Regions from separate parts of the Sus scrofa genome. Here region 2 is linked to region 1. A link is a contact called in public HiChIP or PLAC-seq data. All regions are on one chromosome and are shown on one strand. Each heading gives the region's core, a stretch centred on a gene start, on an enhancer-like site or on the middle of the called end of the contact. The rest is flanking DNA. Distances are from core to core; before and after follow the strand shown.

The links. HiChIP or PLAC-seq counts read pairs in DNA pulled down with a chosen protein or histone mark.
Region 2: a contact with region 1 is called in an H3K27ac HiChIP or PLAC-seq map of skeletal muscle. The contact joins the promoter of CCIN here to the enhancer-like site in region 1. A contact is called at or near these places in 1 of 5 promoter capture datasets (fetal liver), 23 of 47 Hi-C or Micro-C datasets (adipocytes, adipose tissue, alveolar macrophages and 13 more) and 2 of 2 datasets of contacts at active chromatin or transcription factors (alveolar macrophages and skeletal muscle).

Annotation. Positions count from the first base shown.
Region 1 is chr1:236,889,588-236,894,222 of Sscrofa11.1, reverse strand. RECK (reversion-inducing cysteine-rich protein with Kazal motifs) reads right to left here. Exons shown (of 21, transcript XM_021065979.1): 17 at 2,695-2,887; 18 at 1,223-1,433. Among named protein-coding and RNA genes, the nearest start is that of GLIPR2, 28 kb to the left of the region's middle. Within about 2 kb of position 2,767, at least 55 of the 83 cell types and tissues checked have an H3K27ac peak or open chromatin away from gene starts, as enhancers often do. A contact at or near this core is called in adipose tissue, alveolar macrophages, brain and 9 more, where this site is marked.
Region 2 is chr1:236,945,913-236,950,547 of Sscrofa11.1, reverse strand. CCIN (calicin) reads right to left here and starts at 2,677. Exons shown (of 1, transcript XM_003121999.6): 1 at 101-2,677. The coding sequence starts at 1,912. The coding sequence ends at 146.

The sequences.
Region 1 (4,635 bases), core at 1,518-4,017:
TGGCCTTGCTCAGTGGGTTAAGGATCCGGTGTTGCTGTGAGCTGTGGTATAGGTCAAGGATGTGGCTCGTATCCCGTGTTGCTGTGGCTGTGGCACAGGCCAGCAGCTACAGCTCAATTCTACCCCTAGTCTGGGACCCTCCATATGCCTCGGGTGAGGCCCTCAAAAAGACAAAAACAGGAGTTCCCATCATGGCTCAGCAGTTAACGAACCCAACTAGCATCAATGAGGACACAGGTTCAATTCCTTGCCTCGCTCAGTGGGTTAAGGATCCAGCGTTGCTGAAATCTGTGGTGTAGGTCACAGACATGGCTCGGATCCCCCATTGCTGTGGCTGTGGCATAGGCCAGCGGCTACAGCTCCAACTGGACCCCTAGCCTGGGAACCTCCATATGCTGTGGGGGCAGCCCAAAGACAAAAAAAAAAAAAAAGAAAAAGAAAAAAAGAGAGAGAGACAAAAACAAAACAAAACAAAGGTTTCCAGGTGGAAAGAGGCTTTGTTTTGTTCACTGCTGTGTCCCCAGGGCCTAGAAGGTGTCTAGCATATAGTAGAAGCTCAAGAAACATTTGCTGAGCTCATGGATGGAGGAATAAACTGGTTAGAGTCCAGATTATTCTGTTCTGTGCAGACTTGAGATACAGTCTCTTCTGCCACCCCTGTTTAACTGAAGAGTATGAGACTGTAAGATAAGATGCTTAAAAATTGTTACCGCTTATATCAGCCTGTATGAAACAAGACTTTCTGGATTATATGCAACCAAAATAATTAAATTAGCTGTTAAGGCCAATCGAAGACAACAACTATCTTCTGTTTTTCTCAATTTAAAATGTTTTTATTTATCAAAACTACTTCATTCATTCATTAGTTACCAATTCTTTATTCATTAACCATATAATATGTAAACATTATGCACTTTTATACTTTAATAACTATAATTGTAGCATTTATATGTTGCTGTTTATCCATTGGTGTTTGGGGTAAGACCGAACAAAGCTTTCCATATTGTTTTAAGACCACCAGACCAGATGATGTCTAAGATAAATCCACAGCTTTTTAAGGTTGGCCCAGAGTATGCATCTAATCAGCATCAGGTGGAGTCAAGACTTTTTGAAAAGTTTCAAGAAGCTAGTCAACTCTCTTCTCAGTGACTCACTCTCTGGAGACAGATAAGCAGATCTTCCCAATCCCACCCCTGCCCCACCCCAAGTACCGCCAGCCTACCGGGTGGGATGATGGGTTTGCATTCGGTCGCTGAGAGCGAAGGACACTTCACAGCAGCACACTCAGCAACAGAACTGTATTCAGAGAGGACCCCGACGGCCTGGCAGGGCCCATAGTAGTCGACGGCCACCCGATCCGAGTAGGCAGCACACACACTGCTGTAGGTCTCCCCGTTGTGCCCGCAGACGGGCTCTGAGGCTCTGCAGAAGGGCTGAGGGCAAGCAAAGCACGTTTAGTCTATAAATATCTACGGTGCGCTTTTCCTAACCAAGAGTGCAGAGTAGGTCTCCCCATTTTCGGGAAGGCAAAAAGAGAGTGTAAATTTTTGGACCCTCTAAAGTAAGGTTCTGAGGTTGCTAAACACGAGGTGGGGGTGGGGTGGGGCAATAGAGCAGCCCCAAGATGAATTGAAGAGATTACTTTTCTCAGCTTCTTGGGCACTTGGGTGCTCATTCTATGCGAACTGATATGAGATAAAAATCCTCCCTCCCTCCAGACTTCTATTATTACAGAAGAGCCTGTTTGAAGCAAACAAGACCAATCTTTATGCAAATGCAGAGGCCTTATCATCTTATGCAGGGTATGGGATAAGGAGAGGGAAGAGTGGAGATCTGCAGAGAGAGAAGACAGACTCTGGATCCATGAGGTCGGTCAGGAATATGGAAGAGAAAACCAGAAGCCAGGAGGAGGGAATAAAAAGAAAAGAAGCCTGGGAATGCAGAGTGACTGTATCAGGGCACTTGGAACATGAGCTCTGCAGGGAAAAGGCCCAGGCAGACGAGCTGAAGGGATTTTCTGACAATGAAGACCAGGAAATGAGAAGCCAGCACGTCAGGTGTCAGCTGGCTGTGGGCAGGGAGTGCTGGCCCAAGGCTGGGCTTTCCCCCCGGGGACAGAGGGGCCAGCACACAGAGCAGCGGAGTGTGTGAAGGCCTCAGTGGGATCGTTCTTGGAGTTATTTTAAAATATGAATACAGATTTCACAACTCTAAAAGACTGGACGATAAACTGATGAAAGACATTAAGTTTTAGAGAAAATTTCCAGTTACTTTTCAGTACTATGGGTGGGACTTCAGTGGGAAGAGTGGAAAAAAGCTCTTTTCTTGGTTGTTTTACCTCACATTCTTCCTGGGCTGCTTTCTAACGAGGGCCCTCAGAACTAGGGGAAGTGAAAAATGCTGCTGACTCATGCCTGGGTTGTGAGACTTCACATTCTTCTCCTAATGGCTGTGGCAAAAGGCCACTCTCTTCTTGCAATAGATGTGCAAAGGCTTACACATGAGCAAGGGGGCCCTCCAGTGTTAGGAGGAAAAGCCAGCTTTGGGATGACCCATTTTTGGTGGAGGACAGAGTGCCCTAGATTTGACGGGGTTCACAGGAGACCCTCAAGGGGTCTCACTGCTGATTCATAAAAAAGATCATAAGCCCATTTCATGCTCAGCACACTTGGGTTGTCAGGCAAACAACAGTACCTGGCACGGGCCTTTGTATAAGAGGCTTTTCCCTCTCTGGTACAAAGTACAGAGATTGTTGTGCTCCATGTGGTTTGTGTCACAAACAGGATCTCGGACCTGGTCACAGGTGAGCTGTCTTGGCAAACACTCATACTGGCTACATCCAAATTTATCAAAAGTTGTCAGGCAGACTTGTGGTTTGGGTATGCATCTGAAAAACACAAATGCCGCACCATGAGCCAATGTCGGGAGAGACTATGGGGAAGGCCAAGCACTGATGGGGGGACAAGAGGCCAAGCAGAAAGTGAGAGAGCAATCAGAAACAGTCCCTGTGCCCAAAAGCTTATGGAGAGTGGGGACTTGAGCATGCACGTAAAACAGGCTATTGGGCAGAAAATCACACACCAAATGAGTCATTCTGACTGGGCAGCGTGGAGACAGCAAGGAGAGAAGGTAGAACCAGGAGGATGAGGACCTGCCAGACCTAGGGGGCAGCAGGGGAAAGATGTGATGCCTAAGACCCTGTGGTGCTGGGGAAAAGGGGACCCCGAGGGCAGGAGCAAAGGATGCTCGGGGAGGAAGAGGCATGATTTGAGGAGACAGAGGGGCTGCAGCCCGAACTGGAGGCCATCTAGTCAATAATAATGAAGCATTTTTAGGGGCTTACTTTTCAGCTTGGCTAATATGAGTCTATCTTAAGAGAAAGCTTCATAGTATGTGCTAAAAAATGCAGGCTTCTGTGCTCATATGGCTGAGGACCTGATGTTGGCTGGTTGCAAATCACTGTTGGGTTTTCCTTGTAGTACCTGGACCTTGCTTCATTCTCAATCCCTGAACTTCTTGAGAAGGTTAGGGAAAATGGTTCCTTTCTTCTTTAGACTTTTTTGCCTCCCTCCTTTCTATAAAGGGTACTTATAATTTTCTATAAGAAGAAAAGACCTATTAAAATGTTAGCTTTCGCTAGGTATCTGAAACAACAGGATACACACATGATAGTAAAATAAAATAAGAGAGGAATATAGTAGGTAGCATCATTTAATTTCAAAGGGCATTACTTCTACTCTTTTTAGGGACAAGTTTCCTGCACTAAAATGACCACCATCACCATCACTATTACCTGTGGTCACCTTGTCTGATGGGATTTAAATGAGAATGCACATAAAAAATTAAAAAAACAATCCCATTTACAATCATATAAAAAAGAATAAAATACCTAGGAATAAATATAACTAAGGAGGTAAAAGACATGTACTCAGAAAACTGTAAGACTGATGAAAGAAACTGAAGATGACACAAACAGGTGGAAAGATTCATTACCATGCCCATGGATTGGAAGAACTAATATTGTTTAAATGTTCGTATTACCCAAGGCAATCTACAGATTCAATGCAATCAATATTTAAATACCAAGAACATTTTTCATAGATCTAGAACAAATAATTGAAAATTTTGTATGGAAATTTTGTATTGTTTTGAAGAGCCAAAACAATCTCGAGAAAAAAGAACAAAGCTGGAGGTATTATGCTCCTTGATTTCAAACTATACTACAAAGCTACAGTCATCAAAATAATATAGTACTGGCACAAACATAGACACATATATTAATGGAACAGAATAGAGAGTCCAGAAATGAACCCATACTTATACAGGCAATTAATCTATAACAAAGGAGGCAAGAATATACATGGGGAAAGATAGCCTCTTCAAAATGGTGCTGGGACAACTCGATGACTATATGCAAAAGGATCAAGCTGAACTAATTTTCCAACCATATACAAAAATAAGTTAAAAATGGATTAAAGGACTTCCCGTGTGGCTCACAACATAACTACTCAGCGTTGCTTCTACAGTGGTTGTGGCTCGACCCCTAGCTTGGGAACTTCCATTAAAAAAAAAAAAAGGATTAAAGATTTAAATGTAACATGGATCAGTGGAACAGTACAGACAGCCCAGAAATAA
Region 2 (4,635 bases), core at 1,428-3,927, 56 kb before region 1:
TCCCCCCACTGGAAGGAGCCCAGGATCTCCACTTTCAGGGCCAAACAGACTAAGAAGGAACCAACAGGCCATCTTCCTCTCTTTCTCTCTCTCAATAAACTGTGAATAATAATGAATTTACTTATTCTCCCACTTAAAAAGCTGTTTAAATCCTTTGAAGAATCTTGCAAGGTAGCTTGGCCAGACAGCAGGCAGGACAGTCCAGTGCCTCTGGTGGTGGGGCCAGGGTCTTCCACTCGCCTGTCTTTTGGTCCAGCAGGTAGGCGTTTGGATTGATAGTGTAGTCCTTTGTCTGGACATCGCTGGCTGTGGTGACGCCTCCACACACAAACACCTTGCTGTCTCCAATGGAGCAGATCGCATGGGACACATCCAAGGGGCAGTTGTTGGGCAAGAGAGGCACCGAGGTGGTCGTCTTGTTGGCCTTTATCTTCTGCAGGTTGATCTCCACACTCTGCCGGTGGCTGTACACACAGAGGATGTTGTCCTGATGAAAAGAGAGCAGGGGCCGGTGGTTGAACTCGATGGGGAAGGTGATACACTGGACCACGTCCCCAGTGTTGGTGTCGAAGCAGTCCACCACCCCAACCCGGGAGATGTAGCCCTTCACCAGGCACCGCCCAGTGACAATGTACAGGTTCCGGTCACCCTTGGTGATCACGGCTGTGCCGTCCATAGGGATGCTCATCTTCCCTGCGAGGCACCAGGCCTCCTTGCGCTCGTCATAGCGAAAGATGTTGGAGACATACCGCCTTGGGGCGATGCTCCCGCCCACTGAGTACACCGTCCCCCCGCAGGTCACCATGGTGTGGAAGACAAGCCCAATGGGCAGGTCAGGCAACTTGGTCCAGGAGTTGTCATCCATGTCATACCGCCAGGCCGTCTTCAGCCCTGAGATCTGCTCCGTGGTGCCACCAGAGATATAGATGTAGCGACCGGCCGCAGTGGCGCTAAGGGCTGCCGCCCGATAGGGCATCTCTGAGAGCTTCAACCACAGGTTCTCCTGGATGATGTAAGCGAACACGCCATCGTTGAACTTGCCGTGGGCCTTCTGGCCTCCGAGGATGACCACCGAATCAAGCAGGGCCCCTTTCCGCTGGTAGCTCAGCAGACTGGTTGGCCTCTCCTGCTTGCGGTCCACAAGGACACTCTCAATCAGGGTGGAGTGGGCTGAGCTGTTCTCCATGCCCATCAGCTTGTTGCTGGCATACATCAGCGTCTTGTTGGAGACGGCGTTGAGATTGATGTAATTGAAGAACTTCTTGAAATACTTCTCCCGCTCATCCTTCCGGAAGTATACCCAACTGAGGAGTGCCTGGAGAGCCTGGTCCTCGTTGAGCACGTGCAAGTTTTCATCGCGCAGCAGGCGGCCGAAGATGACAGGTGGACAGCGCATGAAGTGCAGGGAGCCCTCGGGGCTGGCCCAGTAGTGGAAGTTGTCGCGAATGCCGGAGTAGGCCAAGTCCGAGACCTCTTTGAGTTCAAACAACTCGGCCAAGAAGAGGTAGCGCAAGCAGTTGGCACGGCGGATGGACTTGATCAGGAAGTCATTGCAGTGAATTCGAAGGCGGGGGGTGTTGAAATACTGGGCCCCGCGAAGCAGCTCCTCCACGTTCTGCTCGGAGATCACCACCTTGCCGCTGTAAAAGTAGTCTAGGAGGTGGTCCACCGTGGTCGGACTCAGGTAGTTGGGGTCGATGGTGATAAAGAGCTCATCGGTGGTTTTCATGTCGTGGTTGGAGATGAGGCTCTTCACCAGCGGAGAGACGGCAGCCAGCACGTTGCGATGTGCAAAGAAGACGTGGTGGTCCACAGTCAGGGCCATGTCCCAGTATTCTTTGCGTTTCCTCTGTTTGTTCAGGTTCTGCAGCACAAAGCTGTTGTAGTTTTTCTCGGTGAATTCCAATTTCATGGTGCTTCTTGCTGGCTGAGGCAGACGATCAGCAGCAGGTACTGGAGAACGGACTTTCTCAGGCCTTTGGGATTCAGATGGATGGTTGTCTGCAGCGCAGTTGAGCAGGGAGGCGGGCGGGTGGGAGAGAGGATGATGTCATAGAGTGGACGAGGTCATCACAATGCCGACCCCCCCACCCCAGGCCTCTCTCAGAGGCACAGGGCTTTTCTCCCCTCCGACGGCCCCGACCTGACCTGCCAAGGCCAGGACGCGTGCTGGGGTCCAGAACTCAGGAGGACACGCAGATGGGTCGCAACTCCCACCTGGGACCCTCAGCCATAGTTCACCGTTGCTGCTAGAACGCCAGAGCCACTTTGGGCAGGAGTTGGTGGAGGGAGGCTGAGGGAGGCTGGGGGAAGGAAAGGGATTATTAGATCATCTAGAAGAATGTACTTTGTGCAGGAGGGAAACTGAGGCTCGGAGAACAGAAGGGGTTTGTCCAAGGTCATGTAGCCAGTCAGAAGCAGAGCAGGGCCTGGGACCCAGGCCTTCTGTAATGCAGCACTTTCCCCACCTTTCAGGACACTCCGAACTACTCAGCTCCTCTGTCTCTGATTCTCAAGCCCCAACGCTCTCTTCTCTGCCAAGGCCCCTGGGTATCAGAGAAAGAGAGCTCTGTTCTATGGCTTCTTACCTTTGGGTCCACAGAAAACATTCCTTATAAAACTGAGAGGTAGGAGTTCCCGTCGTGGATCAGGGGTTAACAAATCTGACTAGGAACCATGAGGTTGTGGGTTCAGTGGGTTAAGGATCTGGTGTTGCCGTGAGCTGGGGTGTAGGGCGCAGACTCTGCTTGGATCCCGCGTTGCTGTGGCTCTGGCGGCGGCTACAGCTCGATTGGACCCATAGCCTGGGAACCTCCATATGCTGCGGGAGCAGCCCTGGAAATGGCAAAAAGTCCAAAATAAATAAATAAATAATAAATAAAATCAAATAAATAAATAAAACTGAGAGGTAGAGGCCAGTCACTGGAGCAAAAATGCAAGTGTTATCCTTGCCCCGGGGGATGGGAGTGGGTTGGAAGCCCTGATTATTTCAGTATTCCCTGAAAACCGGACAGTCTCTCTACATTTCCAAGCCTGTAAAATGTTGGGGGCTGTGATGGGTCAGCTCTCTTCATCACGTGTGGACTTGGACAGGTTGCTTTTTCTCCTTAAAACTCAGTTTTCTCATCTGTGAGATGGGAATCATCATAGTACCCCCCCCCCTTTAAAGATTATTAAGGATTGTGTTACAAGAGAAAATGACGAAGTGTTAAATCAGAGCGTTTGGCTCGAAACAAACGTTCAAAAACGCTAGCTGCCGTTATTATTACATGAGTTCGCCAAGCTTTGGCGTTCCTGGCTGCTCCCTTTGTAAACACTTGTTTACCTGGTTCTGTTCCCTGGAGTTGAGACCTAGCATCCCCCGTCCCCTCCCGGCAGGCTCCCTGCTCTTCCTCCGGCCACGCGGTGGCGCTAGAGGGTCATCTCCCACTTGGGAGCCGGGGCGCCGCCAACGCCTGCGGCCCCGCCCGGGTCCAGCGGAAGAAAGAAGCGGAGCTGCCACCCCTTCTAGGCGCCCCCTGCGACCCTGGGATTCCCTTGGCTGGGCCTCCTACGATCGCCACAAAACACACCTGTGCCCTTTTTCCAGACGTGGGTACTCTGCCTCAGACGGCAGGCGCTTGGCCGGGCAACCAGAGAGGAGCCATCGGGACTGGGGGCATCCCCCTCAGTGTCCGCGGGTTGGTTTCTTCGCAGGCTTGGCTGGCTCAGACTCCCGCAGCACTGCGCCCCCGCCTTCGGAGCACACGTGGGGCTCCCCGAGTTCCCGGGGCGCGGCTGTGCCCAGGAAGGGATAGGGACTAGCCGGAGCCTCCCACGGAGGAGGGCCGGCTCCTGCAGGCCCTACCAGGACCAGCCTTTTAGAGAGCTCCTGGGAAGGGGCTCAACACGCAGACGCTGGTCGCATTGGCGACACCTGCAGAGAGGCCTGGCTCGGCCCGCGCCCTCGATCCCCTCCAACGCGGCCCTACGCCCTGCTCCTGACCCTCAGGCCATCCTAAGCGCTCCTACTAAAAACGCGCCTGTTACTGGAGCCTGGGGAAAGTAAGCTTTTCCCCTCCCTTGGGGCAGTCAAGATCTCATTATTATTCACTCTTTCCCTTATCCTTTCACTTCGGACCTAGCTTTGTCTTTATTGGGGGATTTGGTAATTTGAAAATTATTTAAAAGTGCTTACCTTTTGGAGTTCCCACTGTGGCTCAGTGGGTTAAGAACCTGACAGAGTATCCGTGAGGATGCGGGTTTGATCCCTCGTCTCGCTCAGTGGGTTAAGGGCCCAGCATTGCTGCAGGCTGTGGTGTAGGTTGCAGATGCTGCTCGTATGGTGTAGCTGTAGCATAGGCCGTCAGCTGCAGCTTGGATTTGACCCCTCGCCCAGGAAGTTCCATATGCCACAGGTGCAGCCTTTAAAAAAAAAAAAGAAAGAAAGAAAGTACCTACCTTTGCATGCTGAATTTGTTCACCTTGATGCCTGAATGAGTTAGAGTCACTCTGACTCTTGAGATATGTGTCTGCACAGGGCTAAGACCTTCTATTTTCTCTGAGGAAAGAAGGCTTAGATTCCAGCCCTCCACAAACTAGCTATGTGGCTTAGGTGGGTCCCACCAGGTCTGTTGTCTCCCTATGAGGATAAGT